Regions from separate parts of the Gossypium hirsutum genome. Here region 1 is linked to region 2. The links are chromatin contacts, called in public Hi-C maps. All regions are on one chromosome and are shown on one strand. The core of a region is the stretch at or near the end of the contact, and the rest is flanking DNA. Distances in the headings are between cores, read along the strand shown. Region 1 overlaps LOC121212717 (a long non-coding RNA gene). Region 2 holds the start of LOC107895054 (thioredoxin F-type, chloroplastic).

The links. A called contact is a pair of places that touch in the nucleus more often than the background predicts.
Region 1: a Hi-C map of leaf shows a contact between it and region 2, with 2.2 times the contacts expected there. The contact joins the enhancer-like site here to the promoter of LOC107895054 in region 2. A contact is called at or near these places in 3 of 34 Hi-C or Micro-C datasets (callus and leaf).

Annotation. Positions count from the first base shown.
Region 1 is chrA13:80,999,392-81,003,895 of Gossypium_hirsutum_v2.1, forward strand. LOC121212717 (a long non-coding RNA gene) reads right to left here. Exons shown (of 3, transcript XR_005908042.1): 3 at 3,886-4,504. Among protein-coding and RNA genes, the nearest start is that of LOC121212717, 5.3 kb to the right of the region's middle. Within about 2 kb of position 2,165, at least 8 of the 9 cell types and tissues checked have an H3K27ac peak or open chromatin away from gene starts, as enhancers often do.
Region 2 is chrA13:80,780,654-80,785,643 of Gossypium_hirsutum_v2.1, forward strand. It overlaps LOC107895054 (thioredoxin F-type, chloroplastic), which reads right to left and starts at 3,074. Exons shown (of 3, transcript XM_016820253.2): 1 at 2,506-3,074; 2 at 1,630-1,729; 3 at 805-1,206. The coding sequence starts at 2,840. The coding sequence ends at 1,072.

The DNA of each region.
Region 1 (4,504 bases), core at 915-3,414, 220 kb after region 2:
CATAGAGCAGCATTAGGTGATATCAATCATGAAGTACTTCTTCTTTTTCCCTTGACTCCTCCAACAACTTCATATCCTCTATACAAGGGTCTATAATTTCAAATCAGTCAAATCAATAACGAGCATGAATGGTGTAATAAGAATGCAATTAGAATGTAAAAAAATGACAACTTTTTTTAACAATTAAATTTTAGTGATAAAATGCCACTAGTAAATTTTAAAATTTAGACAAACCAATACCAACATATGTTTCCAGTAAAAAAAGAAAAAAGAAAACCCACCCCCAAGCTCTCAACAACAACAACAAAGGGAAAGGAAAAAGAAAACCATTATTCTCCCTTTCTCTGTTCATTGTCATCCACTGGTCTTATTGTTCACTTATCTTTCAATCTCTCTTTTATCAAATGGAAAAAATCCAGAATGATAATCAAACCACTATATAAAATGCAAAACCCTTATTGAAAAAGAGAAAAGATTTGAGATACAAGAAGCTAGTCACTCCCCACTGCATATATATTGACAGAAATTTCAAAAGGGTTGCTCTTCACAATTTTACTTAAATTTTTCTTTTTTTCCCAATAAATAAATAAAAATTGTTATGAACGAAAATAGGAACAAACTAGATTTTGTAATCTCTCCATTTTTTTGCTCAACCTGTAATCCTTTAATTGCTGATGTTGAGAAAGAATGAAGCCGCAAATCCTTTTTTCCTAATAGTGAGGAGACGATGAAGATAGAAAAAATTGGAAAAATCACCAAAACCCTAAGTCCTTTTCTTCTAATAGTGAAGTTGCAGTGAGAGAAAAGAAAAGAAAAAATCTGGAAAAAAAACTTCAAGAAATTGAATTTGACGGAAAAAAAATTAGGGGAAATTAAAACTGACCTTAAAAAAAAGCCTTTGAAGAAATTGAATCTAACTTGGAAATTTTTTAATGAGTTGGAAAAAGTGGTTGATGTGGCATAAAATAATTGGATGGGACCATATATGATGTGGTGAGAATGGTCCATGGAATAATTTCTCTTAGCAACAATGATGTGGTGCTCCATGTCAATGACAATTACTGATGTGGCACTGTCACATCAGATACCTCGTCAGAAAAATAAAATAAAATTATTTTTTTAAAAACAAACATTTATTTTTTTTACTAGAATGAACTTGGATATATGATTGATTGTTTAGTTTTATTCGTTTCAAAGCTTAATTTTTTTTAAAAATTAAAAAAAATATATTTTTAAATTTTTTTAAAAAAATTATAACTTTGTAAAACATTATTAAAATATATAATAATATTAAATAAATTTAAAAAGATTCAAAAAATTCAAAAATAATAATAATTAATAAATATCATTTAAAAGTTAAGTCCAAATTCACATTGAATCAGGACAACCATTTGTCAATATTCATTCAAAATTATTTTTCTAAATTACATAAAATTTTAAAAAACATTTAAAAATAGTTTTCTTTAAAAACTTGATATGAATCAATGTTTTAATTCTATTGGTACCTTCTAGGAAAAAATTAAATATATATTTTAGAAAATAAATAATATAAATAATTTTAATTTTATTAATTGTGCGTGTAAATTTATTTTTTAAATGTATAAATATGTCCAATTAAAAAATGTGTATCAATTATCTTATTATATTCACATTGAATCAGGACAATCATTTGTCAACATTCAATCAAAATTATTTTTCTAAATTACATAAAATTTAAAAAAACATTTAAAAATAGTTTTCTTTAAAAACTTGATATGAATCAATGTTTTAATTCTATTGGTACCTTCTAGGAAAAAATTAAATATATATTTTAGAAAATAAATAATATAAATAATTTTAATTTTATTAATTGTGCATGTAAATTTATTTTTTAAATGTATAAATATGTCCAATTAAAAAATGTGTATCAATTATCTTATTATATGTGTAGACTAAAAGGTGTATCAATTATTTTCTTACATGTGTAGCCTAAAAGGTCTAAATAATTGGATGTATTCGCACATTAAAAAAAAAACTTAATAAATTGTAGGTACAACTAAGAATAATGAGTATTCACTTTGTAAATTAATATTTTTTAGAATTTAAAAGTCTGTTGTACTAGCACGTATTTGTCTGCTTTTCTAGCAAGTTTTGGTTTCTAGGGTTTCTAGTGCGCTTGTTTTGGACTGTAGTATAGAAAGTGGCGGTAGAAGCATGGAGAATAACTTGGCTAATCTTACGTTGGAAGATGATGAGGATGAGATCTCAGCAGTTGGTAGCGATGTAGATAAGACAAAGGAGGTTTATGATTTGTGTTTGGTTGGGTGTTTTTTCACGGCAAGTGTAATTCATTTCCCGGTAATGAGAAGTACAATGGAAATTTTATGGCATTCCGTGAAGGGAGTACAAATATCATATTTGGGAGAAAAATAATTTTTGTTCCAATTTTTTCATAAAATGGATTTGGAAAGAGTGCAAAGTGGATCGCCATGGACTTTCAATAGTCATCTTTTGGTGTTGTATTTTATGGTAGATGAGGAGGATCCACTAAAAGTCCCATTATTATCTGTTTGCTTCTGGGTGCATGTCCATGATATGCCCCCATTATTCTTTTCTGAACGAGTAGCAAGATAATTGAGAGATTTTGTAGGGGGTTTATGGAGTATGATACAAAAATTTTGAAAAGGGTTTCAACAATTATATACGAATTCTGTATTGGTTGATGTTCAATGACCGCTAAAAAGAAAGAAGAGGCTCATATTCTCCTTGGGTATTTGTTCATAGTCAATTTCAAGTATGAATGGTTAACCCTATTTTACTTTTATTTTGGATGTCTGGGTCACAGTGATTCTTTCTGCAAAATAAGGATGGAGACTGAGACTGATGTTATGGAAATGAGATGAGATTTAACAATCCGTGCTCAATCAAGGAGGGCTCTGGCAATGAACAATATATGGATAAAAAGAGAAGGAGGAAAAGGGTGTGGAGGAGCAATGTCAGATATGGTTAATCTTGTGTTGGGGGTGAATTTGGAAGGAGAATCAAATGGTGGGTCGGGTCAAATAGAAATGGAACATGATTCTAGGGAGTGTCCTTTTGAGGGGGTGAAGGGAAGAAACGGCTACGATGAGAAGAAGATTCTCAAAATGGATCGAGAATAGATGACTCTAGGAAAAGAAGAGAAAGAATGATGGTAGTTAAACCTCATTATTTATCGGTGGCTGCCAAAGGGCAAGCCGACCGGTCGCAATGAAACTCCAAAGTTGGAATGTCTGTGGGTTGGGGAACCCACAGGCTGTTAGAAGACTTTGGCATACGCTGAAGACGTCTAATCCCCAACTGGTCTTCTTTATGGAGATAAAACTAAATGGTAAAAGAATGGAAGCAGTGAGGAGACGATGTGGTTTTGTTAATAGGATTGAGGTGGGAGCTGATGGTTCTCATGGAAGCCTCTGTTTAGCATGGAAAGAGGACCTAATTATCACTTTACATAGTTTCTCTATGAACCATATGGATGTGGAGGTAAAAGGGAAAGAGAAAGATGGGGGATTGGAAATTTACAAGTTTTTATGAAACCTCGTTTATTAGGAATAAGAGCGATTTGTGAAATGTTCTTAGGAATTTGGGGATTATCAAGATCTTCCACGGCTTGTGTACGGGGATTTTAATGAAATTATATATTTTTTTGAGAAAGTGAGGGTATTACAAGGGACAAACGGAGAATAGAGACGTTTCGGAAAGTTTGGAGAAGTATCGTTTATTGGATGTGGGCTATTCTGGGACATGGTTACTTGGGAGAGAGGGAATTCACAAAAAAAAAAATCAGGAACAATTGGATGGAGGTGTGGAAAATGATGGTTGGTTGGGTAGATTTCTAAATGCTAGTGTTTATCACATACCCCATTCTTTCTCTGATCATTGCCCACTTTTAGTTCATACGGATATTCAAGGAAATGTGAGGGTAATAAAAAATTCTGTTTCGAAGTTTAGTGCACAATGGAAAAGTCTTTTGAAGGAGAAATAAAACAAATTTGGGAATTGAGTAGGGGGATATATTTGCTAAGCTAGAGAGTCTTTGATTAGAACTAAGGAGTTGGGAAAGACAGATAAAGGAGAAATGACACAGTTTGAAAAAGTCTTTGACTAAGAAATTGGAGCAATTATTGGTCTCAGATCGGGATGATGGTAATTTGGCAGAACTTATTAATATAAGAGTTCATTTGAATTGGGAGATTGATAAGGATGAAGCTTTCTGAAAACAAAAAGCGAGAGTCAATTGGTTAAAGTAGGGGATAGAAACACGACTTATTTCTATAATTATGCTTCACAGCGCATGAAAAATAATATGGTTAAATGTTTGGAGTATGGAGATGGAAGGGGAACTAGGGAAGGTACGGAGATGGCAGAAATCGCAAGGGTTTTTTTTGAAGATTTATTTGCGGCAAAGGGGATGGGTGAGTTAACTTATATTTTGTCCAAGGTAGGGAGATGTATTACTGATGACTTGAATATGATGTTAACAGGG
Region 2 (4,990 bases), core at 1,824-4,323:
AGTCCATCAGAACTCATATTTGTGAATTTGTTACCCTTCTTGAATGGCTCGTCCAGCTGGACACGCTTTCCTTGATATGTCAGTAGAAAGCTCGCCCAGATGGACAAGTTTTCCTGCTAACTATATAGAAAGCGCACACAGCTGTTTTCACACTCTTTTCAAAAACAGTCTATTTCCCTAATTTTTTTTCTAAAAAAAAACCAGCCTATTTGGTCAATTAACTTTTTTTTTCCGACATATATGGCCAAGTTAGCCAATTATACTAGCTCATTTACTTGCATCAAATAAGTCAAAACTACAAAATAGCGACAGTATGGCTGCGTTTAGACCGTTATGTAGGTTCTTGGATTCCACTGCATCATCGGAAAAGTTGATGGATAACTTCTCATACGTTTCAAATTTTTTTATATAAAATAAATTCCGTAATACATGAATTGTGAGCATTCAGATTTTAATTGCCTTGTAACTGTAAAGAGCACAAACATTCTCTGATGAAACCTGACGGCTAATTTATTGATGTTGTTAAGCTAGAGCTGCTGAAGTTGTTGGAGTGAAGGGTGACAGCAAAGGCCACCAAGTTCTATTTTCATTTCAATGTTTACTTAACTATGCTTACTCGTTTTGCATATGGTCTACGCTAAAAGTTTGACATCTTGATAAGTGTGAATGTGGTCTCCTATGAAAAGCTCGAAACATTTGAAAAACTAAGAGACCTCAATTATCTTGCACCCGTCTGTCATGCTATAAGCTTGACCTACTCAAGGATGATTCAGTGATTCTAAATGTCATTGGGCCTACCAGGAATAAAACGCAAACAAGCTGATATTTTCTTGGCTCACAATCACAATTGCTTCACATCTACACCCCTCCCAATAAACTGAAATAGAAGGTATATAGCAGAAGCAGCAGGTTTAGGTTACATACAACCGGCGTTCCCTCTCCATTTGAGGGATTGGGAATAGATCCATATATATACATAAATTCAAGTACAATAATTACTTCAAAGCATGCAAGAAGGTACTGTTGTCTTTGATTTGATGGGATTAATATTTTGCAGGTACGGAAAGAAAGTTAGGTAGCTCTAACAGTATCGATGGCCGCAACTAAGTCATCATATTTTGCTCCTGTCACCTCCTTTACTATCTTGTTGTGCTTCAGAATCTTGAACGTTGGAACCACTCTTATGCCAAGCTCCTTCGCCAATGGCTGCCAAAATGTTTCACATATATACATATATATTTTATGGGTTAGATAATTCAGAACAAAATCGCTTTAGGGCTTCTGCTGATAACACAAAAAGTATTGTCCTCTTTGAATATCAATGAAAAGAGACATCATCAAGATTTTGTCCCTCACTTTGGAGATAGCTAAGGGACGCCTCTTTAATGTCTGAACAAGCGAAATTCAAGACCTCTATGAATATAAGAGGTCCATGACTGCTTGAAGCATGACCTCTATGAGTATAAAGGCACTTTCGACAATCATGGTACCACTTTGACTAAGAGGTGGTCCTTAGCTTTTTTTTTTTTCAAAACTAAAGACAACCTCGAATTGTGTTGCTCTTCAGCAACATCTAAAGAAGACAATAGCTTATCGACACGATGTTCTAACGCTAATCATAAAAATTACCTTATTTTCTTGATTGCAATCGAGCTTTAGAAAGACAACGTCAAGGTATTTTTCAGATAATTCTTGAAACTTGGGAGCTATAACTTTGCATGGACCACACCTAAAACATTAAAAAAAGTCATGTAGATGCAAAACTAGTGAAGGCCAATAAAGTTATAACTATATGTATTCCAAAACTTCATCCAATTCCGAGCTTGTTATTAGATCTTAGAACTCCCTCAGTTTACTGAAAGCACATCTGACATAAATTTCCAAGTTATATTTAATTCATGAAATAGTCTATTAAACTAAAAGGCTGAGTGAAAAAGGATTTATATTCAAATGTTCTATCTGTCTCGGACCCGATTCCTAAGAACCTCTCCTCTATACCCTTAATAAAAAAAAATTAATGCATGAAACTTATTCTTAGATTCAGCAAAGCAGGCTATCACTGAATTCGGTTTGGGTTGAATTATATATGAATATCCTTAATTTGCTTTGAGATCAAGAGCCAAAGAAAAGGAAACAATGCACGACAGCTGTCAAGCTTCTAGAAGAGTGCGGCCATCAGATGACCCACAGGAAAATTCTAGCCATTGAATTAGTGGGGCGGGCAAATTAATGGCTTATAGAACCAAGGCCGAGTGGAGGAGCATCACTCTAAATACTACCAGTTACCAAAGTGAGAAACACTAGTCTGCAAATACAATTAAGATAATTGATATAATTTAATTTAAATTAAAGCATTGAGTAAATAGATTTCCGGACATTTAGAATTAATTAGGAAAAAAGTAAGAACAAACAGCAAACACAACCTTAACTAAATTCTGGCATCAACTAATTAACAGAATACGAAGAAACAAAAGAATGGGTACACGTATACATTCATATACGTACCATTGAGTGTACATATCGAGGACGACGGTTTTATCCCCCGCGGCGTTAACGATGGGCCAGAAGGTGTCCTTTGTAACCTCCGTCACCTGCCCCACAGTTGCTCCCGCTGTCTCCAGGCTCGACCTCACCTTTCCGACAACGCCTTTCCTTCTGTTGTTCTTAGCGCTCGAAATAGAGTTAACGGTCTTTAACGATGACGATTCTAACGCGACGAAGGAATTCGAAGTGGAAGGAACTCTATGGGAGGAAGCGATCGGGTGTGCCGCTGTGCATGACAGTGACGGCGAAGAACGAAGTGTTGACGGAGGATAGACGGAGGATTGGAGGAGCGACATTTTTGAGAAAATAAAATTTAGGGGAAAAAAGAACGAAAAAGAATGAAATCAATTAGTTGGACTTGCTGTGGGAAAACAAGAGAGTGGCTAAATTTTATTATAGAAAAATTGGGAGATGGTTTCCATATAAGCACTATTTTACCCTTGCGGATCATGAGGGTTAGAGGAATGTTAGAGGACATTTCGGTCAGCTGGAGGAATTTTTCTGAGAATAATGAGAGGTTCAGGATTAGGGACATTGAAAGAGGGGAAGATTTCATTTTTGGGATTTGAAAAGACGATACTAGACTTGGGATATTTGATGACAACTTCTTGAACGGTGCATGGGTAGGGGTGCTTTTGTCCCTTAACTGATTTTATGGGCCCAAAGCTTACTTCTGCCACATAAATGATAAATGTGATATCAGAAAATGAATAAATAATGAGGAGGATGTACCCAAACAAGAATAGTCTTTCAAGAAAAAATAAAAAATTGTTCCCAAAGGATATGCCTATACGTGTCAAACAGAGTAATCCCCAAATAACTATCTAAATAACTAAATGGCACATTATTTATTTTGAGTTGGTAAATAATTAACTTTTTTTCTACTTAACTTGATTCACAAATTTGACATAAATGAGTTTGGATTTTCATATTCCAAGTTAAGCAGCCCAAAGTTAGATAAAATTTATGAGGGCACAAGTACACCTGCTCATGGGTCTGGGCTATTCGGCCCGGCCCGAAAGCCATCTCGAAATGTGAAAGGATTTGGGTAAAAATATAGACTTGAAAAAATGGGCTTAGACAAAAAATGAGGCCCGTTTAAAAAATAGGCCGGGCCTCAGGTAAGGTATTTTTGGCCCGGGCCCGACCTGGCCCGGCCCAAATTCACTAAATGACAGAAATTCTACTTTTTTTTTTATTTTTGAATGTTATTTTCTTGTTGTTTTCTCCTTATTTTGCTACCATATTTCTATTAGTTGCTCCTATTTTGTTGTTATTATTTGGATATTGTATAAAACTTATTTTATTATTAATTTTATTATTATTTTAAAGGCATTTGTTAATTTTATTATTATTTTAGAGGTATTTTCTTGTTAAATTGCATCTATCTTAGTGCTATTTAAGTCTACATATTTTTTAAAATTTATTTTCAATTTGTTGGAAAATATTAATTTTGATTTTTTTAGTTTTTTGATGTATTATATATATTTAAAAATTATATAAAATAATATAAAAATAAATACGGGCCGGGCCCAGGTTTTAGTATTTTTATTTGGGTTGGGCTTGGGCAAAATTTTAGGCCCATTTTTTGGGCCTGGCCCGGCTCGAGCCCAATGAATGAGCCTAAATTTTTAGTTGAGCCCGGCCCGAACCCAACTAGCCCGGCCCATGAGCACCTCTAGGCACAAGTAATTAACAACGCAGTCGCCAGCTATTATAATAAGAAAACAACATTCGCCTTAACAAATAGAGGTAATTCTAGAAAAATGTTGAAGAGTCTCATGCTTGAGTAAAAATGTCTTAAAGGTATTCTTTCAAACTATATTAACTATTTCACACACTATATTCTCCCTTGTTTCCATCTTTCATCTTCCCTCGTCATTGCTCTTTTTGTTGGATTTGGGTTTTTTATTCGGGGTAAGGTTCCATATTTTTCAATTTCTTTTGCTTCGTTTTCTTATATCTTTAATAGTTGGAAATAATCGTGGAAGAGAGGTTGAAACCTTTGAAGTAGTTGAGAGGAAGATGGGGAAGCCTCCAAGGTTGAAGAGGGAACCCTTGGTGGTTGGCACATTTAAATGCTCCACCACCGAAAGGGAAGTAAGGTGATTGCTTCGCTGTCATGAAGTTTTAATCAACCATCATAAGTATGATTTCAACCTCCCGAAGGAGTCTTATCCCCTAAGTGTCATTTATGAGCCTAAACATGGTGGCGAAGGTTAGGTTTCTTTTTGCCTCTTTATGTGTTAGAGGTGAGGTTAGGTTTCATCTTCCCCCCAACTGTTCGTAAGCGAGCTATTGAACTACTTCAGGCTTGCCCTAAAACAACTGGTTGGCGCCTATTGTGGATCATAATACGAGGATTCATCATCTTATGTCACGAGCAGAGAATATGGTCGTAGTTAAGGGTGTTTCAAAACATGTTCTAATTGAATGAGGGAACGAA